Regions from separate parts of the Mus musculus genome. Here all the other regions are linked to region 2. Evidence: chromatin contacts called from public Hi-C and HiChIP or PLAC-seq data. All regions are on one chromosome and are shown on one strand. Each heading gives the region's core, a stretch centred on a gene start, on an enhancer-like site or on the middle of the called end of the contact. The rest is flanking DNA. Distances are from core to core; before and after follow the strand shown.

Region 1 (2,700 bases), core at 44-2,543, 900 kb after region 2:
TGGACTTGCAGGGTTCAGTTCTTTCCTTCCACCAAGTGGAGGATAGAGGTCAAGTTGTCAGACTTGGCAACAAAACTTTTACGCCTGGAGCTAGCTCACTGGTGCCTCAAGTCTCTGATTCTTAATCGAGACCCTATTTGCACACACGTCCTCTTGGCCTGTGTTTAATAGGTAATTACTTGTTCCATGTCTGTGTTCCTTGAGAAACAGAACCATAGCTAACCTCCAGAAGCAAAAGGTAAAACCGACATAGCCTATGCTGTTAGACACCCCAAATCGGACACGCAGTTTGTATTCACCGACATAGCCTATGCTGTTAGACACCCCAAATCGGACACACAGTTTGTATTCACCGACATAGCCTATGCTGTTAGACACCCCAAATCGGACACACAGTTTGTATTCACCGACATAGCCTATGCTGTTAGACACCCCAAATCGGACACACAGTTTGTATTCAGTTAATACTTCTAATTGACTGCTTAGTCTCTGAAGTGGGCAACCTCAAGCTTCAGTTGTTAATTATGTGAAGGTGTCATCAGTGACATGTGCATGTCTTTCCCCTCTTGCCTTTATAAAAGCCCTGTGCTTCCTTTGTGACAGGCCTGCCTTTACTTCCTCAGAACTACCAGGTCAAGGGAATTAATTCTGTTTCCTCGTGTAATTCTTACAAGCTAGAGAGAGTCTACAGTTCTACACCTGCCTTTAATTATTTATGGCCGATAATATATGTACTTAAGAGCTATTGAATAAATAAATAGGAGTGAATTAATGAACTGTGCACTGCTGCTGAGTGGATAGTCTCTTTTTTAATTCTAACCTTATTTTTTAAAATATGTTAAATGGAGATTTGACCAGGAAAATTTCATTTAACAGCTCATATGTACAAGCCACCTAGTCATTGACTTTATGTTTCTCTACATCAACTTAATTATTTCACTTAAGCGGTGAGCTAAAATATCCGTTAAGGGCTTTATTTTGTCATACTTGAAAATTCTCTGAGCTCACGGGATGAAACTGATTAGCATGTTAGTTTATATTCATTCGTTACAGTAATTAGGCAGTATCTTGGCCTCCGAAGGAAGATAGCTTAGCCTGGGAGAGCAATCTTGCCATTAGAGTGGAGCTTTAAAAATCCTATGTTTTGATGGTCTCGATTTATAATCATTTTAGTAAATGTGGAATTTGAACCCAGGTACATTTGTTTTCATTGCTTCTGTTAATGATTTATCAGAAGGTCAGTAGTTTCAACAACACTAATTTTTCACCCGTGGGAGATCACATTCCTTGTGACTGCCTTCCTCTCTGTAAAACCTGACCATTCACATCTCTCTGACCTTTCTCTGTTGCTGAACCTCATTCTGCCTGCAGCCAGAAAAGTCTCCTCTTTTTGCAAGAATCTATATAAATTGTTTGGGGCCAACCCAGTTAATTTACAGAATCTGGAAATTAGGATGTGCACAACACTCAGAGAGGCACTCCCCACTGTGCGGCAGGGAGAATTCTAGCAGCATGTTAACTAATGTGTGTGTATGTGTTGTTCATGGAGAAGTATGGTTAGTTGTTGAAGAAGCACCAGGAAGGAGATAGTACAGAGAAAGCAAACTGAAGGTTGTTACTTCCTGGAAAGAAGAGTCAGCCATGGGGCAATAGAAATGAAAAAGGACCACAGATTGGAGCAGTAAGAGAGGCAGACAGATAACGGTCCTCAGGTTTAAAACAAATCCTCGAAAACTTCACATTCATACTGATAAATCTTATCTGAATAAAATTCTTGTCTAGAATATTTTGGGGAAAGTATTCTAGCATTTTCTCTAGAATATAGTGCTGAATGGCTCTGCGATAATCTTGACTTGCAGTCCTGTGTCAATGCTTGAATAGCAAAGCATATTGACTCCAGGTGAGGAACCTGACGAAAAGCTTAGAGCTAGGAGCTAAACTCAGCAGGAAGTAGCAAGAAGGGATTTACAAGCTTGACTTAGAGTAAGAAATAAAATGAATATCATAGAATGGAGAGATGAAGATTGATCACCTGGCTAAGAAAACACAAATATAATTAAGGTTCAAAATAGTGTATTGGAAAAAAGAAAGGGAAATAATGTAAAAGTGGAATAACAAAAACCCAGAAAAAAAAAAGATGCACCCTGTTGAAGGTTACCAGAATTTCACTGCCCATAAAAATATAGAGATTAACAAGAAGTAATGCAGAGATGTCCCACTGCAGCCTGAACCCATCGGACTTCGTCATATCTTGGAGTCACCTGGAGTACGTTCTGACACCTTGTTACTCTCCTGACTTGATATTTCAGAGTTAATTTTTCGAGAGAAAATCTGGCCTGACTCTTCTTTGTGAGCCTTGGCAAATTCTTAGTCTGTTGGTGGTATGGCTGCAGGCCCAACTCTCATCTAGTGAATGTAGGCAGTGACTGCATGTTTTTGGTATGCAGGCCTGTTTATATGTGTACCAGAAAAAGAACTTCAGTGTAAAGGAAAAAGCCTTTAAGGTATTTCAGCCTTACAACAACTGCTAAGCGAGTGGTGGGCTACCTCCTTGTTTCTGCACAGGTTTCCCTGGCTTTGTTAATAAAAGCCAGATTCTCATTTCCATGGTTACCTTATGACAATGATGAGCAAGAAGTGGAGAGAGAGCAGATGTTAAGAGAGTCAACAAGTAATGAAACTTATCCTTCATTCCCAGTG
Region 2 (2,764 bases), core at 64-2,563:
TCTGCAATGTAAACAGATGCCCCAGACTGTAAAAGATATGTTAGGATATGGTCAGTGACAACTATGGAGGGAAACGGCACATGTACAACCAGCCCTAACACAGTGTTAAAGCCTTATATTAGAATGGGAGGGAAGTGATGTGGACCCTGCAGGGTGGTCTCATTAGGTGGATGCAAAAAGAGGGCCAGGAAGAATATACCAGATGAAGGGAATCAAGCACTTTAAAGATGAAATTGGAGTTTGTCTGACGTCAGAGTAAGGACATTTCAGTAATGAAAGCCATATGGGTACAGAGCATGGAGACCTGCAATTAGCAAAACAAGGGGGAGGAGCCTTAGAAGGTAAGAGCTGGGCCAACACCTGGAAGTAGGGCTTTGAGGTGAGGGGTTTCCAGCAAGTCTTTCTGGTTCATCTGGTTCGCTGAAATGGGAGAGAGTGGGCAAAAGGTCCTGCTGGAATAAGGACAATAAGGACTTTGTCATTCAAATGAGAGCAGGGTTAGCTATAGAGGATTGGGAATCGCAGACAATGAGTAGTAGAATTTAGCAAAGTGGAGCTGGTTGAGTTTGCCCTGGGGTTACAGGCAGGAAGGAACCAGGAGGTGGGCCTCATGGAAGGATTTTCTTAGGCAGTGATAGTACCAAAGGGTCCCACAGTAGAGAAAGAGCCATCCACTTTAGAGAGAGGCACCACAAAACTTCTCTTACATAGACAATGGAACTGGTCCCCAAAGACAAAAGGATGGACCTTTGATGGTTCCAGATATATGGAGTCTGAAGTCAGTTAGGACACCCTGTGGCTGATGGGACAAGCGGTGGTGGTGGTCAGGCATCCCTGGGCTCTGATGCCGGGTGGAAGATTAATTTTGATCCTTCCTTATGAGGTGGAGCTCAGGTAGTGTTTGAATATTCCCTTTTTATTTTGCTTCTCAGTGTTACTTCAGAACAGCGTCAAGCATACTAGGTCCTCATTTATTTTTTTATATTAACTTTTTTTTTTTGAGGGAGAAAATTCTTCAAGGATGAAAGTTCTGTGGGATGTTTCTTTTTCCAGTTTGAGAGAGAGAGAGAGAGAGAGAGAGAGAGAGAGAGAGAGAGAGGTGTTTGCAATATCTTTTCAATTTAATTTTATTATTTGCTGTTGTGTTTAAAGAAGCAGAAGCTACTCTGAAATTTAGGTGTGAATTTTGGAGAAGACATGAACAGTTTCATAAAAAAATGAAACAAAATGTGCCCAACCACTGAGTGCACCCCGGGGAGTAAACCCTGCCCTCAGGTCCCTGATTCACCCTGTTAGTAGCAGCCAGTGAGGCTCAGTTTACTGGCACAGCCTCCTCTGCCCTTCCTCTCCGTGTGAGTCCCAACCTTAGCAGGCAAAGGCTCAGAAGCCTTGGGATGAAGCTACATCATCCCACAGTTGAGCCAGCTAATGCCTAAGTACAAACAGTAGCCGGCAGTAAGTGGGTGTGGCCCTGCAGCTTCCTGGAGTGTCTTACAGGGGTTTGTCTTTGTTTGTAGATGTCTGGGTCCTGCAAATGGACTCCCGTCTTTGTTCAGTATGCAACTTTGACTACGTAATTTTCTTTGAGTTAAAAAAATAAACCAGTGGAAGGCTTGCTAGTTAAAGATCACACACACACACACACACACACACACACACACACACAGCCTTCAGAAGCAAATGTTTGTGGGCATAACCAGACTCCACAACATTTTTTTCTTTAAACTCTCTTTAGCCCTTGTCATCTTAAGATGTGCCTTATGCCTTACCACTTCCCTGGGAAATACGACTCACAGGAGCAAATTACGTTTCTGAGAGAGTCCAGGAGGATCCTAGTTAAGTAGATTAGGGTCTGGCATTCCTTTTAGCTTCATCAGTCATTTACAGCAGAGGATGGACACTGTAGCCGTCTGCGACTTGCCAATTAGCTGGGCTTTCCCCGCTGTTTCTGGTTTGGCAGGGATGAGGTGGTTCACCCTGCTGCACTGCTGCCTGCCAAGGACACATGGCCAGCTCCCTGCTTCCTGTCTTCCTCTTTGTGTCCTGGCCTTGCCTTCCAGACAGCTGCCAGGTTATGGTTGCCAAAAACCTTCCTTCCTTCAGAAAGGTCAAGTAACCTCAAATCACCTTTGCCAATATTTGTGTTTTCTTTTTAATCCTTCTGTGCTCAAGTTGGAGAAAACTGTAGCACTGAGTGGAACTTAGGGTCACCTCGGATCTCTTGGATCTGAACCTGAAGCATCCCTGAGCCAGTCCGGATGGTGCTTCTAGTACAGTTCTGTTCACAGCTCTGTGAAGTGCGATCGAGTTCAGGAGGGTTCAGTGTGGATCTGAGTGCTGCTGCTTTTTAGGATTCTCAGTTCACTTGTGATCTTTGGCCAAAGCCTGATGCATTGCATGGCAGGAAGAGAAGAATGTGGAGATAGGTTTTGGCTAAAGGCTTACTTTTTTTTTTTTCTTCAAAGAACTTGATAGTTGCAAACCTGTCTTTGCTTTCCTGTTTGGTGTCTGTGAATAAGAGTTAGCAGCCTGTCCATGGCCTGGGGACAGCGAGTGAATTAGCAGGAGCTTGCAGGATGGAAGTACCACTTCCTTGGCCCTGGCATGGCTGTAGGAAACACAGTCGCTGGGACTGAGGTTCAAGATCAGTGTGAATAAGTGTTTTGAATGACACTCACCACTCACCAAATGCATGCACTGAACAGGCCATGGTTACAGAATGGGACAAGCAAGATTTCTTGTTCCTGGGCAGCATATGGTCACA
Region 3 (2,919 bases), core at 77-2,576, 640 kb after region 2:
GCTGAAAGCACCCAGATATAGTTGTCTCTTGTGAGACTATGCCGGGCCTAGCAAACACAGAAGTGGATGATCACAGTCAGCTATTGGATGGGTCACAGGGCCCCCAATAGAGGAGCTAGAGAAAGTACCCAAGGAGCTAAAGGGATCTGCAACCCTATATGTGGAACAACAATATGAACTAACCAGTACCCCGGAGCTCTTGTCTCTAGCTGCATATGTATCAAAAGATGGCCTAGTCAGCCATCACTGGAAAGAGAGGCCCTTTGGAATTGCCAACTTTATATGCCCCAGTACAGGGGAACGCCAGGGCCAAAAAGGGGGAGTGGGTGGGTAGGGGATTGTGGGGGTGGGTATGGGGGACTTTTGGGATAGCATTGGAAATGTAAATGAGGAAAATATCTAATTAAAAAAAACTCCCAAAAAAAAGAAATGAAACTATATTTTTAATTACTTTAAAAAATGTGCTAGCTTTCCAAGTGAACAAATGAATTGTACTTTATATCACATAAGTATGTTTATGACACACACATCTCAAAACATATTTAAATTTTATGCTTGAGTTATAAAATATGTACACATTTGATGAAATTTTTCATTGAGCACATTTTGCAAATTTCAATTTGAAAGTACTCCAGTTGAAAATAAAAAGGGCACAAATAAAACCCAGAAAATTGCAGCAAAGGATGAATCAGGTGGTAATACGTCTGCTAGGAACCACATGCATTTCTTGACCAAAGCTACGAAGGCCATCTCCAGGAGCTTCGACTGCCTCCAGGGCTCCCCTTGCCTAACTCGACTGAATTTTCTCTTTGAATACCACGTGCATCTCCACTACTTCAGGGCACCAGTTGTCCAAAAGCTAGAGGTTAGGGAAGGGCAGCTGTGTGTAGAGGTGTGACAGTCACTTTCTGTAACTCACTGCACCACCTTCAGATTCAATGCAACCTTGAAAACTAGCTTGGAGATAGTGTCTCCTTTCATTTTAAATGCCCTGGCCTTTGTCACTTTACACCAGATCCATAACACCATTTTAAGGAGGTTGTGTTGTTTTCTTTCTTTGGAGGCAAGAGGTAGGAAGAACTGACTACTATTTTGAAGCAAACCACTGTTAACCTTGGGGTTCTCCCTACAGTGGACATCCATTCCAGCAGGCGGTCCACTCCTTCAAGACTCAATTTGGAAAAGTGCTTTTAAAAGCCCAGCGTTGGCCTGGCCCTTTTGGTTGGATTTCTGTGGAAATTTTCTTAGTAACCATTTTCAGCTGAGGGAGTTCCCAGACAATTGTAAAGTGGAAGCCCTGCAGGAGGAGGGGAGGGCTGCTCCTGTGCTAATTAAAACAAAGGCTGCTTGTGTAAGCGGGCCGGCCTGCTGCACAGGGCTCACAATGCAGGGGCCTCCCAGGCACCAGCTCCTAAATCCGCCGGGACTTTCATTTCTAAATACAACTAAAGGAATGCTCCTTTGTGCATTCTATTTTCCTTGCCAAAGTGGAAGAAGGTGAAGCTGTCCAATGTTTGCTTTTGAATGTGGTGTGCCCAGCCGCAAGGCAAAGCTGTCCTCACCAAAAGCAGGGCAGCCTAGGGTCGCTTCCCAGTACAAGTGAGCTGCTAGGAGTTCTTGCAGATGGATACCTGGCTCCACTGGAATTTGCTGTCACTCTGAACTCAGGTGTTTAAGCAGAGATGGCCTTGTCATTCGTCTCAACAGCGGACAGGCTTCAGATCAGACCTGGCCTCAGCAAACTCCCCTATGCTCCGGGTGCCTACAGCAAAGTAAAAATCCCGGTGCCCCGTGAAAAAAAAGAAATGAAGACATGCCTGTGCTTTGTCTTCCAGACTTCAGAAGCTTCCCCTGTTCCGTAGGTCACATGGACTTTATTTCAAGCCTGCCCTTCAGTGTAGTCGTCCCTTTACAGCTTTAATGGCTGTTCTGTTTCCTTGTCCATGATTATTTTACAAGCCCTTTTGCAACTTGACATGCTTTGACACAGCCTGTAGAAATGTAGCGTTGTACCCGATAGTACAGTAAGTCCAATGCCAAAGAAAATGGCTCGGGAAGGGAGCAGGGGGCCACAACACTTGAAAAGAAGAATCTTGGGCAAGACAGTCAACGTTCTTGTGACTTTCTGGAGTTTTCCAGTGTGAGTATCTACAGAGTTGAATGCCAAATTTGATTTCAAAGTTTTACAAGGTTTCATTCCGGCTAAACTAATACTTGGCTAGGTCTCCTCCCTCCCTCTCTCTTCACCCTCTCCCTCCCTCCTTCCCTCCCTCCCCTTCCTCCTGCCTCTTCATCTTTCTTTCCTCCCTTAGTCCCTCACTACTTCATCCCTCACTACCTACCTCCCTCTCAAAGCAGGCTTGAAAGACAAGGTACAGCATCCGTTTCCAATTAAAAGAATAAAAAATTTTAAATGTCTCCCTCTGGGCCTGGTGCTGAGCCAGGTGAGAAAATGGTGGGTGTGGTTGCTGAGAAAGCAGGGAGGTGAAAATCCTCCACTGCTTGAAGTCACTTTATACTTGAGAGGGCTCTCCTCCCTGTCCCATTAAAAAACAAAACAAAACCCCTAAAGCTGTGATATCTCTTTATTTCATTTGTTTTCTTTAAAATTCATTTCCCTCAAAATGCTGCTAGTTCCCGTGGACCCTGCACTTAACTCCTATTTTCTCTGTATCTCTGACTTTCGTTCATTCCCACAGGGGTAAATATTTGACATCTAGCCATCCCCTGGGGTGGCAGACCATTGCACTAAACACAGAGTGGTTTCACTGCACCAAAGTCAGGCTCCAGGGGATAAACAGACATCCATAAATAACCGCTCAGAAATAGTCTAAGGAATATGTTCGGCCCAGAAATCCTGGCTCAGGGTAATCTGTTTTGTTTACGTGCATAAAAGTTTTCTTTGTCTGGATCTGCAGC
Region 4 (2,773 bases), core at 228-2,727, 570 kb after region 2:
CATTCCTCTGTTGAGGGACATCTGGGTTCTTTCGAGCTTCTGCCTATTATAAATAAGGCTGCTATGAACATAGTGGAACATGTGTCCTTATTCCAAGTTGGAGCATCTTCTGGGTATATGCCCAGGAGTGGTATTGCTGGATCTTTGGGTAATACTATGTCCAATGATTCCTGTGAGAGGCCAGTCCATTGAGTGTGGTGTTACCGCTGTGGAGGTACTCCAGGGTGCTATTAAAAAGCAGGCTGAGGAAGGATGGAGGAGCAATCCAGTAAGCAGAGTTCCTTCTTCGATTCTGCTTCAGTTTCTGCCTCCAGGTTCCTGCCTTGACTTGTTTTGATAAAGGACTGTGATGTGGAACTGTAAGCCAAATAAACCCTTTCCTCCACATTTCGTTACAGCATGTTATCACAGCAATAGAAAGCAAACAAAGACAATATCTGAGTGTCCCTTATTGCTGCCATTGGTTTTGATGATTCTATACACAGCTTTATAACTGTGCCTTCATTTAGAGTCCATAATAAATCTATAAGTATTTTTATATTTATCCTAGGAGACTATAAAGAGAATTGAAATATTTATAATACTCAGTGAAGGAACTAAAAACCCTGAATTTAACATGGAAATATATGCACCTACAACTTTCTCTAAAAACCTTAAATTACCATTTATCTATCTACCTACTTACCTATCTATGATATGATCATACTCTATCACAGAACATCCCTGCTTAATTATTCCTCAATCACTGCTCCTTTTAATTATTTGTAGTGTTTATAGGTCAGAGCTGAGGGTTGAGAACCTGGTATGCTTCTAAGGAGGATGTTGCACTAGATGTCTAGGTGTGGCCAAGAAAGACAAAGTAAAAGGAGAGACACTGACAGCTGTGAAATGAAAAAGATAAGGACATGAAGCCGACTTTAAAACGGGTTGGATCAGCACTCAAGAAAGAGCATCCCTCAGCGCAGCTGACTATGCACTAACTTTATAATGGGATTTCAGGCTGGCTGTGAGCCAGCAAATTGCCTTTCTTCATTTGAATGTTCATTTGGCTAACTGATCCTTTTAGAATACCTGTCATTTTGAGGTTAACAGACCAAAAGAAGCCACAAAAAGAGTTTGATCTCTGTGTAGCAGAAAGCAGGTCTTGAGAATGGAGAACTACAATTAACTAGTATATAGGAGTGTCAACAGTATCTTTGGAATCACAGGATTTGTTGTGCAAGGAGAAATTCATAAATGCTAATTTTCTCTCTTTGGGCACAGAGGGTTTGTTCTCTTCCTAACTAAACTTGGGGACTTTATGTGTGTAAAGTTTACCAATGCAAAGTTAGCAGAGTGTACCCACTCAGATCCGGGATGTAGCTGAAGGAGTCTTGTTTACTTTTCCATGCCCCCTTTCCTGATTTGGTCCTCATGAAAACTGGAGAAAAGGAAATGCCATTAGCCTGGGCCTCCTAGAGACAAAGATAAGGAGAGCCCTGCAGGCTGACCCATATCAGGGCAAGAGTACAAGGCAGGAACTCACTGACTGGCAACCGACTAACATTCCAGGATGGTTTGTCGCCTCTACTTTACTAAGAATGGTGAATCATGTTTTCCCATGTTCTATCTCTTGCACTTAACATCTCTGTCCTCAAATGTCTTTTTTCCACATGGGAGTTGAATGTGTTATAGTTTCAGTTTCTGGCTTTTCCTTGCCCTGTGACTTAATGAATGCCACGTATATCTGGGATTTTTTGTTGTTGTTGTTGTTGTTGTTAATTGTTGTTGTGTTAAAACCATGGATGCATGGATCGGTGACTGTGTTCCATTTCCCCCATCCTCAGGAACAGGACCTATCCTCCTTTAAGATCAGAAATGGATGTGCTGCTGGCTCAGGTTTGAGTCTGTACTAAAGTGGAAGTCTCTTACCACTACCCAGTACTCTCCACGATAATGAAGTTGGGCCTTCTGAAGAATGGAATCCATCTTGTCTTTTATTGACCTTTTTAAAAAGCCCTACCAAACAAAAACACCAACCATGAACACAGTCCCCAGACACTTTTCTTCTCTGATGTACACCTGCATGCCTCAGCTATGTCGTTTATTATAATATGACTCTGGCCTTGCAAAGTTGGACAACTGAGTAAAAAGGCAAATGTCTACCATGTACAATGCTCATCTCACTAATTCCCTTAATTATAAATATTTATTTGTCAAAGCCTTTTACATTTATGATTTCAATAATTCTATTTTTCACTGATTATTACCAAAGTTATTTTTATTAAATATTCTTGCAGAGTTTTCCCTCTTGTGGCAATATCATCCATATGATGCTGACAACAAAATTATTGAAGTGTAAAATCCTGTGGTTCAGTCACTTTCAGTTAAGTTGTATACAGTCTTAATAACTATAATAATAAGAACAGCTCACAAGATAGTATAGACAATTGCCTACATTCAAAGGACCCACTAAACCTTTACATCAAGTTTCTGGGATCCAGAAGGAGTAGAAGAAGTAGTTGACTCTGTGGAGCTTTAAGGACTTTTCATCTTGTCTGAATTCTTTACATATTACACAAGGACATCCAAGAAAGTGTCAAGTGAGATTTTGAGTTTTCACTAGGATAAAGTTAGGCTGGATCTACTGAGCTGATGGATTGGGGTGGAGGGTATGTGTACATATTCCAGAGAGTGCTGTGCCCACAGACTACCCACATAGCATTCCTCCGGATCCCAGAGGCTGCCAAATCCATCACCCACCTCCTGTCTCCCTTTGCTTCTTATCCTGGCT

The links. Hi-C and Micro-C count contacts between places; a contact is called where the count stands out from the background. HiChIP or PLAC-seq counts read pairs in DNA pulled down with a chosen protein or histone mark.
Region 1: a Hi-C map of liver shows a contact between it and region 2, with 4 times the contacts expected there. The contact joins two enhancer-like sites. A contact is called at or near these places in 4 of 484 Hi-C or Micro-C datasets (the N1E-115 cell line and liver) and 1 of 115 datasets of contacts at active chromatin or transcription factors (fibro-adipogenic progenitors).
Region 3: an H3K27ac HiChIP or PLAC-seq map of stem cell-derived neural progenitor cells shows a contact between it and region 2, with 4 times the contacts expected there. The contact joins two enhancer-like sites. A contact is called at or near these places in 1 of 15 datasets of contacts at CTCF or cohesin (the NIH/3T3 cell line) and 1 of 115 datasets of contacts at active chromatin or transcription factors (stem cell-derived neural progenitor cells).
Region 4: a contact with region 2 is called in an H3K27ac HiChIP or PLAC-seq map of heart atrium, with 4 times the contacts expected there. The contact joins two enhancer-like sites. A contact is called at or near these places in 1 of 15 datasets of contacts at CTCF or cohesin (the NIH/3T3 cell line) and 1 of 115 datasets of contacts at active chromatin or transcription factors (heart atrium).

Annotation. Positions count from the first base shown.
Region 1 is chr4:81,503,869-81,506,568 of GRCm38.p6, reverse strand. No RefSeq gene overlaps it. Among named protein-coding and RNA genes, the nearest start is that of Mpdz, 62 kb to the right of the region's middle. Within about 2 kb of position 1,293, at least 8 of the 459 cell types and tissues checked have an H3K27ac peak or open chromatin away from gene starts, as enhancers often do. A contact at or near this core is called in liver, where this site is marked.
Region 2 is chr4:82,399,395-82,402,158 of GRCm38.p6, reverse strand. All of the region lies in intron 2 of Nfib (nuclear factor I/B), which reads left to right. Among named protein-coding and RNA genes, the nearest start is that of Nfib, 110 kb to the left of the region's middle. Within about 2 kb of position 1,313, at least 153 of the 459 cell types and tissues checked have an H3K27ac peak or open chromatin away from gene starts, as enhancers often do. A contact at or near this core is called in heart atrium, liver and stem cell-derived neural progenitor cells, where this site is marked.
Region 3 is chr4:81,762,883-81,765,801 of GRCm38.p6, reverse strand. No RefSeq gene overlaps it. Among named protein-coding and RNA genes, the nearest start is that of Gm11412, 21 kb to the right of the region's middle. Within about 2 kb of position 1,326, at least 69 of the 459 cell types and tissues checked have an H3K27ac peak or open chromatin away from gene starts, as enhancers often do. A contact at or near this core is called in stem cell-derived neural progenitor cells, where this site is marked.
Region 4 is chr4:81,828,880-81,831,652 of GRCm38.p6, reverse strand. No RefSeq gene overlaps it. Among named protein-coding and RNA genes, the nearest start is that of Gm11412, 87 kb to the right of the region's middle. Within about 2 kb of position 1,477, at least 18 of the 459 cell types and tissues checked have an H3K27ac peak or open chromatin away from gene starts, as enhancers often do. A contact at or near this core is called in heart atrium, where this site is marked.